Regions from separate parts of the Mus musculus genome. Here region 1 is linked to region 2. Evidence: chromatin contacts called from public promoter capture Hi-C data. All regions are on one chromosome and are shown on one strand. Each heading gives the region's core, a stretch centred on a gene start, on an enhancer-like site or on the middle of the called end of the contact. The rest is flanking DNA. Distances are from core to core; before and after follow the strand shown.

Region 1 (5,042 bases), core at 807-3,306, 270 kb after region 2:
ATTTTATGAGCTGCCTGCAATGAAGCTGTCGGCGACTAAGGCGCTTCTGCGAGCAGCACGTTTTAATATGGCAAGAGCAAAAGAAACGCCTGTTCTAATCCTAGACTGCCGGGTATGGAGCTGGATATATGTCTAGACATTCTCAGCCATTTGTTCTGCGGGGAAATTTGGTGCCTCTCACAACCGGTTGGTATGGAGAGGCAGAACTCTGCCATAAGAGAATAGGAAGAAAATAAAATTAACTCCATTCCGTTCTAAGTTTCCTATCCCCAAGACTGATAGACAGTGGCCAGCACCCTCATATAATGGACGTTTTCAGATGGGCGCCATCTACCTGCTAAGTTTCCTATTGTGTCAGATCTACACTGGCTGGAGAAGGGTTACAATATAGACTGAGCAGTCCAGCTGTGTGGAAAACAAGAGTCGAGTTAAGAATATGCCTCAAGACCCTGATGGCTTTGATGAGAGATTAAGTAGCCTCTCGTGTTGGAAATACACCCCAAGCACAAGGATGTCTCCCCTGAAACTCACTGCTCCTACACTAATCTTCCCCTGCCTAGGGTGAGGCTTCCTTTACTCTGAAAAGGAGACGAGGACACCCCAGTAGATAAGCCTTTCCCTTCTGTTCACGGATCTTAGGGAGTTCTGGGCCGAGCATGAAGTTTTGAGTTGGTAAAACATAATAATCACTCCGATTATCATTTGCACGGTTTTGACATTACCTTTTAAGCGTTCCCTTGTTTATTTGTCTGTATGTCTATTTATCTATTCATTTATTTTTGTGGTAAGATCTTCCTGTATAGCACAGGAAAACCTGGAACTCATCATATACCCAAGGAGGAGGACCTTCAACTTCTGACCCTCCTGCCTCTACTGCCTAAGTGTGAGGATTACAGATGCTCACAACCATGGTTTGTGTGGTATTGGGAACAGAACCAGTACAGAGGCAGTACACACACACACACACACACACACACACACACACACACACACACGTGTATGTGTGTATGTATGAATATATGTATCTATGTATATATGTGTATGTATGTATGTATGTATGTATGTATGTATGTATGTATGTATGTATATGTGGGTGGATTCTCACTCTGTCCAGGCTGGCTTGTAGCCTAGGGCTTCAGATGGCCTTGAACTCAAAGCAATCCTCCTGCCTCAGCATCTCATATGCTGAGATTATAGGCATTAGCTACCCTACCCAGCTAACATTCCTGGCTCTTTATTTTTACCCAACACTATGCTATTCTCGAATTTGTACTGTAAAACCACCTCGAACCATTTGTAGACTCTGCATACTTAAAGGAAGCAAAATAAAACGAGGACGTTCACTGAATTCAGGGACATTTTCCTCTTTGAGAAATAGCACATTTTTGCCCCCTGTGTAATTTAGATGAGGCTGTTCACGTTGAGAGTTATGTTGACCACAAAGCAATTCACGAGTCAGCTTGGTCATCATTGAGAGGTCACCCTTCAGTTTCTAAGCTGGATGAAACCTTAGATAGAACGTGATCGTTATTAAAAGGCATTCACCTTCAGCCCGTCCCGGCTGTCCTGTTAGCTGCTGTCCGCTCCACGGTTTTTTTCCATGAGGAGGTCTGTGGGCCCTGTACTCAGGCGAGCTGTATGGTGATGCTTCAGCTTTGAGTAAGACCTTTGGAAAAGAAGAGATCTTATCTACCCTCCCACAGAACTCACCTGCTTCTCCTCAGAACTTCCGCAGGGAGGGATGCATTTCTTCAACTTTATGGGGTGTGACTCCCCAAAATGTCCAGAAAGGTTGGACAGGAGCACCTAAGGGAATATGTTTTGTAGGGTCCTGATCTGCATGCCCAAGAGCATATTTGTCCCCTTTGTAGTCAATCTCAGCCTCACATCTCTGGTGGCAGAAACGGGAAGTCTTTGGTCTCTGGACTGCCTGTTTTACAAGCTCTGATGTTGGTTCTGAGTGGGCGGGAGGGAGTGCAGGAAAGTCTGTTGGCTTTCCCTCTGCAGGGGGTGTGTCCCAGTGTTTTTCAGCAGAGGCAGCAACCTGGCCTGAGCTGGTGATAGATACATCAGTGGACCTGTGGCTGCCAGTCCTGTCCTGGGTCACCAGCGTCCCTTGGCATCTCCCAACGGTGTCAGTGGCTGGGGAACATTGGAGAAAGGCTCAGCTGTGCTGTGAAGTCCAGAGTCCCAGGTAAGCTAACAGCTGTTGTGTGATTCCTGAGGACCCAAGCGCTGTTGGTTAAGCTGTGTTTTACTCTACGGGGAATATTCTGATTTCAACATCTCATTTCCTGAAAAGATAAACAAGGAAGGGAGTCGTTGAAGCAACTGTTAGAAACAACAGGGCTCTGTTTCTCCCCAACTGTGGAACTTGAGATTTTTCTCCATGTCAATGCTAGATTTTTTTTTCCCCCCTGCAAGACAAGGGTTCTCCCCAGGACAGGGCAGGCCACTGCTACGGACCTGAGAAGTTCGACTCCCTAACATATGACAGCTTCCTCCAGGGAGCCTGTTAAAAATAACTGCTGTTTGTTTGTTTGTTTCTCAAGTGCATGCTTGAGAAGATAAAATGGATTTTATTTATTAGGTTGTTTTGGTCCAGACAGGTCTCATGTAGTGCAGGCTGGCCCCAAACTGGTGTAACCCAGGCTGGCTTTGACTTTGAATCCCTTATCCTCCTGCCTCCTCTGCCAAGTTCTGGGATCACAAATTTGTGCCACCTTAAGTGTCTGAGACAAGTAAATTTATTTCCACTGCGGTCTATTGAATGTGTCTATTGGAACCTTGCACGGACCAGTATAAATCTGAAGGTTTTCTCCCGACTGAACACCCTTCGTGACTCTCAGAAAAGCCATTGTCCTTTACAGTGGTTGCCCCTTATTTCTTCCCCGAGGAAATATAAGATGACCCCACAGGCCTAGAAAAGGTCACGGTTTTATTTTCCATAAAAATCTTCACTTACATCTGAGCATGGTGCCACAGCCTGGAATTCCAGCCCTTGCAGGGTAGAGGTGGAAGGATCAGATGTTCAAGGGCAGTCTCAGCTTTACAAAGAGTTTGAAGCCAGCCTGAGCTATGTGAGATCCGAGCCGGTCTTAACCACAGCAGTAAGGGATGCACTTATGTGAACCTGACCCTTTGTCTCATCCCTCACGTCAGAGACAAAAGGGTAGAAAGGTACCGAAGGAAAAATAAACAGAAGGTCAAGGCACTGGCTGAGAGGCTCAGCAGATAAAGTGAGATCGCTCAGGTATATGGTGGGAGTTGGATTCCTCTATAAAGTTGTCCTCTGACCTCCACACATCTACATGGCATTCTCATGCCCCTTGCATCATACATGTGCAGGCAAAAACACATGATTGACGATGAAGACGACGACGATGATGATGGTAATAATAATAACAATTATGAATAGACAGGTCAAGGTGGGAGGGGATTTAGAGAAGTGACCTTGGCTTTTCCATGGCAATTTCTATTAAGATAAACTTATATTTATGTGGTACTTGGAATAGAGTCAGTACAGACACACACTCACATACACACACACACACACAGAGACACACTCACATATATGCACCACATCCATTTCCTTACACACACACACATACACGCACAGAGAGAGAGAGACAGACAGACAGACAGAGAGACAGACAGACCGTCAGACACAGAGATTATAGAAAACAGCAAACATATATACAACAACCTTCTATAATCAATCAAGATTGTTAAGCTGGTAGAGCCTTGGGTTAAATTCTCTCTAATTTCATTATAAAATCTCTACTAATCACCCAGCCGTAACCAAAATTAAAGCCTATCTCTCTGACAAGGATGGCCAGGCAGGGAATGAAGGCTTGAATACGTTGCTTGGCTTGACTTATAAGAGGAGCGGCTTGCTTTATGATTCACTAACCATGAGGACTAAGATTAACGGCAGGAAGATGTCTGTGTGCTGAGCCCTGTAGACTCGTTGTGTACACTCACAAAACTGGTGTGATATTTACCCGGAAGGCATATATGTCTTACTTCTTCTAGAAGGCACTAGATGTCTTAAAAGCAGTGTCAGCACTGCTACTCTGGAAACTTCCCTTGCTAGGCTCCAGAATAGTATGTGAGTGCATGTGTGCATGTATGCATGCTTGCATATGTGCATGTGTGCATGCTATTATCTATCTTCTTCCCTCCTTTACACCTCAATTCAAACACTGCAGATACACTCACAGACAAGAGAAATAAATGCAAATATTCATTTAAGCCAGGACATGTGAAAATGGTATGTATGTATGCATGTATGTATGTATGTATGTATGCATGTATCTACCTACCTACCTACCTACCTACCTACCTATCCATCTATGGATCTATTTTTGAGACAGGGTCTCTCTATGCAGTCCAGGCTGGCCTTAGAGTCTTCTGCCTCTGCCTCCTAAGTATTGAGATTATAGATGGGTGACTACGTGCCTAGCAGTGATTGGTGTAAGCTTTTTGGTTGTGAATAAGAAGAAATAGAATAATCAAAAGGATACAGGGTATCTAAGGTCATGGCAGCAGAAGGTATCACAAGGTAAGGAATCCAGACAGTAGAGGGGTGGCACCTGCAGGACAAATGTCACCCAATTCACATTTCTACTTAAAGCCACACCTTGCAAAACCATGCACTGTGGGAACCACCCTATATATTTGCAAGGATCAAAATAGCTTTCATAGCTCTCTTAACTTCCTTAACTTCACACAGGGCTTTACCTACAGCTACGAAGAGGAAACTGTCCCAAATGTCTTAGACTTTTGCTTTGGCTACCTCCCTAGAGAAGTAGTCATTGCGTGGTGTGAAGGCCATAGTTCTTTACTGGGTAGATATATGGTCTTCATGGCTGTAAAGATCATTTTGGAATGTGGTAGGTTAAAGTGAATGATCCATACCATGACAGCCTCAAGCATCCTCTCGAGCATGCCCAGTCTGGCTGAGACTCTGTGACTAGAACACTCCCTGGTTGGGAAGAGAGAACCTCCTCCCATAGCCTCCCCCAGACACTCAGACAGTA
Region 2 (4,664 bases), core at 750-3,249:
GTTGGTGAATGGTATGCATTAGGATAATAAGCGTGGGTACCTGGTAAGAGAAGAGATGAAAATGGCTGGAGGAGGCAGTGATTACAGTTCCATTCAGAAGGGAATCTAGAGCCTGGGAGATGGCTTGGTAAAGGGCTTGCCAAGCAAGCATGAGGATCGAAGTTCAAATCCCCAGTCCCCGTGTAAAAAGCTAGGCAGAGCAACACATGCTCAGAGCCGAGGAGTCAGAGACAGGCAGATCTCTGGAGTGCACTAGTCAGCTGACTCAGCTGAGTCCCTGCACTCCAGGTTTAGGGAGACACTGTCTCAAACAAACAAACAAACAAACAAACAAAACAGCTGGAATGTATGCTGACTTAGTTTTACTTGACATAGCTAGAGTCACGGGAGAAGAGGAAACCCCCAATTGTGAAAATGCCCCCACTAGACTGACCCATGGGAAAGCCTGTAGTGAATTTTCTTAGTGACTGCTGTGAGAAGGCCCAGCCCAGCATGCTGTGAGTGGGTTGTCCTGGGTGCTGTAAGAAAGCAGACTGAACAAGCATCGGGAGGCAAAAGCTGATAAGTTGTCCCTTCCTGTCTCCAGGTTCCTTCCCTGATGTCCTTCACTGATGGAGTGTATCTGAGAGTTGTAGGCTGAAGTCAACCCTTTCCTCCCCAAGTAGACAGGAGGTTAGAAAGATAGCCCTGTGGGTCAGAGTGGGTGCGGTACAAATAGGAGGATGCACCTTCATATCTCAACCTTTGCATGAGCATCTGGGTGTAGACACACTTATGCCTGTGACACCTCCTTGGAGGTGGTGATCGTGGGACTGACTGGCCACCAGCTTAGTTTCAGGTTCAATAAGCTAACCTGTCTCAGGGAAGTAAGATGAGGAGTGAGAGAGTCTGGAACACCTTCTCTGGCATTTGCACGCACATATGGATACCTCTCCACATGCTTATACAGTACATACATACACTCCACTGGCATGCACACGTACACATGCACACCAACAACAAAAAAGTAAGTTGAAAAAAATTAAAGAAACACTCCATGTTAACTTATGGCCTTTACATGCATACATATATATGTGCACACGCACCTGCATACACTTACACAGAGGGAGAGATTACATAGGCGTTGTCAGCAGTGTGCTGCAGACAAAGAGGTATGATCAGTCTTTCTGAGATGAATCTTAGTGATGAGGATTCCATGATGTATGAGCAACAGGGCTGGGCAGTGCAGCCAGCTGGTGCTGCATCTCCTTTCAGTTTGGATTATCTTATTGGGTCACACCAGAACCAGGGAGATAAATAGTCAAGACAGACTTTGAAAATTCATACACCACACACACACACACACACACACACACACACACACACACACACACACCAATAAAGCTAGGTTTGAATGAATTACTTTTGTAAAATCCAGGTCTGAGTTGTATTCTGAAAGCTTTACTTGTTTGGACTGGCCAGTAGCTCAGTCAGGCAAAAAGACACCACACGGGAGGGCAGACTTTAAAGAAGAACGTTTCAATGAGGCAAGCTGTCACGGCTTGTGTGAATTACACAATGAAAGGGAAAATAAAATAAAACTATGGCGGGCTAAAATCTGTAAGTTCTGACATGTGGTCCTCGTGGCACCATCTGCTCATGAAAGCATGAAGAGGCTTCTGGAACTTTCCAGGACTGGGTTGATTTGTCTCCACAAAGCTGCCTGGGTAAGACCCTGTGGCACTGGGTCATCAAGAAGGTACTAGCAGACTTCCTTTTTATCTCAGTATTTTTCTACGTCAGTCCCCAAACCATGAAACAACAGGGCTTACCCTGCCACACCAAAGGTCAAACTATGTTTTCTCTTACCCAACTATTGCCTGGGATGGCTCCAACTTTATTACTACCCCACCTCCAACCCGTAATAACTCTCCAGCTCTCACTTCAAATCCAAGAGAGTGTGGACTGAGTGAGGGGACCAGAGACAGGTGCATCTGGTAGAAAGTTATACTCAATTAACTAACTGAATGCATTTGCATGTGGTTTTAATTCCACTGTGCAGCAATTTCCTGAGTAAAAATGGAGAGATTATATCTAGTTTTTGAGTCACTGTAAGAATTAAGTAAACGTAGCTCTCAATCTATATCTGCACATTATTTTTCCTCGTGGTCCTAGATTTCTCTTGTTCCTGACCATTTGTCCCGTCTTGGAATTTCCCCAGCCTTCAGAGGTGTAGCCCTATAATTTACCGTCCAGATTGCAATCCCTCTTCATGGCATGAATTAAGTCTTATCTCACCAGGAAGTGCTCTTTCCTTTCTTCTGACTCCTCTCCCTCTGGCTTTCCTCTTCATTTCTTCTCTACACTGTTTAGGGAAAGAGGTTTCTTAGCAAATCCTCAGACACCCCAACTAGTGGGCTTCCCGGAAAGTCTCAGCCGTGTGTGGGAGGTCTGCCCTGAAGAAGTTCTTTGCCAGAAAATGAAGCAAGGTGTTCTGGCTGGACAGTGAGGGTGGTAGACTGTAATAAGTATGTCTGGCTTTAACTCTTCTATATTCATCTGAGGGGAGCATCTGAGCCCAACACAACATCTCCATCGTCAATGGAGAATCCTACTCAGCTGACAAGGCCCTTGCTTCTGTGTTGAAGGATTACAGCAATGGCCTCCTGTTTATTGACCTCATACTTAGACCCATGAGGCATGCATATCATAGTTTATTTCTCCTACTTAGCAACTGAAAATACTAAAGGGAGTCACAGAGTCTGACTGCTCTCACGGTCTGTATCTATTGCTTAATCGAAAGCTTCCCTGTTACCCTCCCATAGCAAATAAGGGTCCATCCCACAAGACACTGTGGAAACGCCTCCTCTCAAGCTCCTCCAGACCTCGCAGTGAGTCAATAGAGAGCAGAGGGGTCTTACGTCTCTGGTGCCTAAAGAGGATGGGGTGGGCGTTAGGTCTCAGCAAGAACATCTCTTCTTATGTGGCCAGCGGAGAGCCCAGAAATCTTAAGCTTTTTCATAAGGGTTTCTTTGAGACGCTTCCTAACCTAGTGATCCGGTTATCACCAAGCTAAGGGAAAACGATCACGTGACACGAAGGATGAAGGAAAACCCTCAGATTCCTCCTCCTCTGAATCTGGGAGTGGAAAACTGAGGAGCTGAGCTCAGAGTTCCAGAGCCACGCGAAGCTGGGCTCAGCAGTGTTTGCAGCTGCAGGTCTGGTGAGCCTGTGGAAAGAGAGAAGGGTGAGAGAAGAGAGTCTCCAAAAAGCTGCCCGAATTAGAGAAACAAGAGACCCTGCCTCAAAAAGGCAGACACCTCAAGTGGTCCTCTGACTTCTGTTCATGTGTCATGACACGAGCATCCCTGAATCCACATACACAGCTGAGAAGCGTGTACACACACACACACACACACACACACACACACACACACAGAGAGAGAGAGAGAGAGAGAGAGAGAGACAGAGACAGAGACAGAGAGACAGAGAGACAGACAAAGAGACAAAGAGACAAAGAGAGAGAAACAGAGAGTGGCTGAAGGGAGGGGGCAGGGGAAGGAGGGAGGGGGAGGGGGAGAGACAAATAATTTATAAAAGGAAAATCATTTAAAACATTTCAGGGCTGCCGAGATGACGCAGTTGCAAGCAGGAAGCCCTGAGTTTGGAGCCCCAGAACGCATCCAAAAGCCAGGTGTGGAGCGTGTGTGTTCTGTATCTCAGCTCTGGAAACAAGGGCCTCGCCATCTATTGCCAATGGGCTGCCAAACCAACAAGGAGCGAGCAAGCCCCACTTTTCACGTAAAATACCTCAAAGAGAAAAGCAACAGATGCAAAGGGGAGAGAATCTCGCTTTTGCCCAGATCATGTAGCAGCCCCGCTCTTAGAGGACGTACTCCATGTCTATGTGACTTCAACTTTCAATTCTACAAAAAGGGTTGGTTTCATCCCTCTCTTCTCAATCTGGAAACAGTTCGTTTTAACGACAGATGGGTGATATTACACTTAGAATCAAACTGTTAAGCCATGTGAATGAATTTATGGTCACGTCATTTCGAAGCGTCCCCTCTACAACCCCCCTCCCCCCGCTGGGAAAAGAGGGGCTTCCCGCTTTCCCAGGAAGGGAAGCTGTGGGCTCTGCTGGGGGACACACACTGAGGGACTTTCATCAGCATCCCTCCCAAGAGGGAAGGGACATGTCTGTGGGCCTTATGGTCTTCAAAGGGACGTAAAGCCGTTGCATTCTGATTAGTTTGTGGAGGGTACTTGTTTCAATCCAGCTACAGTTTGGTTTGTGCAGCTGGTATCTGCTGAGCAGCTGCCGGGACCTGTGTACTCTCGAAATCGGTGAGGCTAACCCCTGAGAAGCAGAGGGTCGGGTGTCACGAGAGACTTTTCTTTCCCTTTTTGGCAGCCATATTGAAAGATTCACAGACACGCTCTTAACTTATCCATGCAAAGTGAGACTCTGCTCACATTCCCTGATACTTTCCTTCAAAATGCACCAGGAAATGTCAGGAAATAATTCAATTAGTCTCAGGAAATTTACAAACTGTGCAAAACGTTTTGAATCCACTTTTAGAACACTTTCAATGACCACAAAAGCTGAAGAAAGGGCAGAAAGAGGCAAGGGAAAGAGGAAAGGAAGAAAGGAAACAAACAAGCAAACAAATCCAGTTTGTCTT

Evidence for each region. Promoter capture Hi-C pulls out the DNA fragments that hold promoters and counts their contacts.
Region 1: a contact with region 2 is called in a promoter capture Hi-C map of embryonic stem cells, with 7 times the contacts expected there. The contact joins the promoter of Adgrf1 here to the enhancer-like site in region 2. A contact is called at or near these places in 3 of 39 promoter capture datasets (embryonic stem cells and stem cell-derived epiblast-like cells), 3 of 15 datasets of contacts at CTCF or cohesin (embryonic stem cells and large pre-B cells), 3 of 484 Hi-C or Micro-C datasets (ECoMG myeloid progenitors, bone marrow-derived macrophages and embryonic stem cells), 3 of 115 datasets of contacts at active chromatin or transcription factors (embryonic stem cells, large pre-B cells and stem cell-derived neural progenitor cells) and 3 of 9 other capture datasets (adipose tissue, liver and macrophages).

What each region holds. Positions count from the first base shown.
Region 1 is chr17:43,268,291-43,273,332 of GRCm38.p6, forward strand. Adgrf1 (adhesion G protein-coupled receptor F1) reads left to right here and starts at 2,057. Exons shown (of 16, transcript NM_133776.2): 1 at 2,057-2,194.
Region 2 is chr17:42,997,997-43,002,660 of GRCm38.p6, forward strand. No RefSeq gene overlaps it. Among named protein-coding and RNA genes, the nearest start is that of Tnfrsf21, 16 kb to the right of the region's middle. Within about 2 kb of position 2,000, at least 11 of the 459 cell types and tissues checked have an H3K27ac peak or open chromatin away from gene starts, as enhancers often do.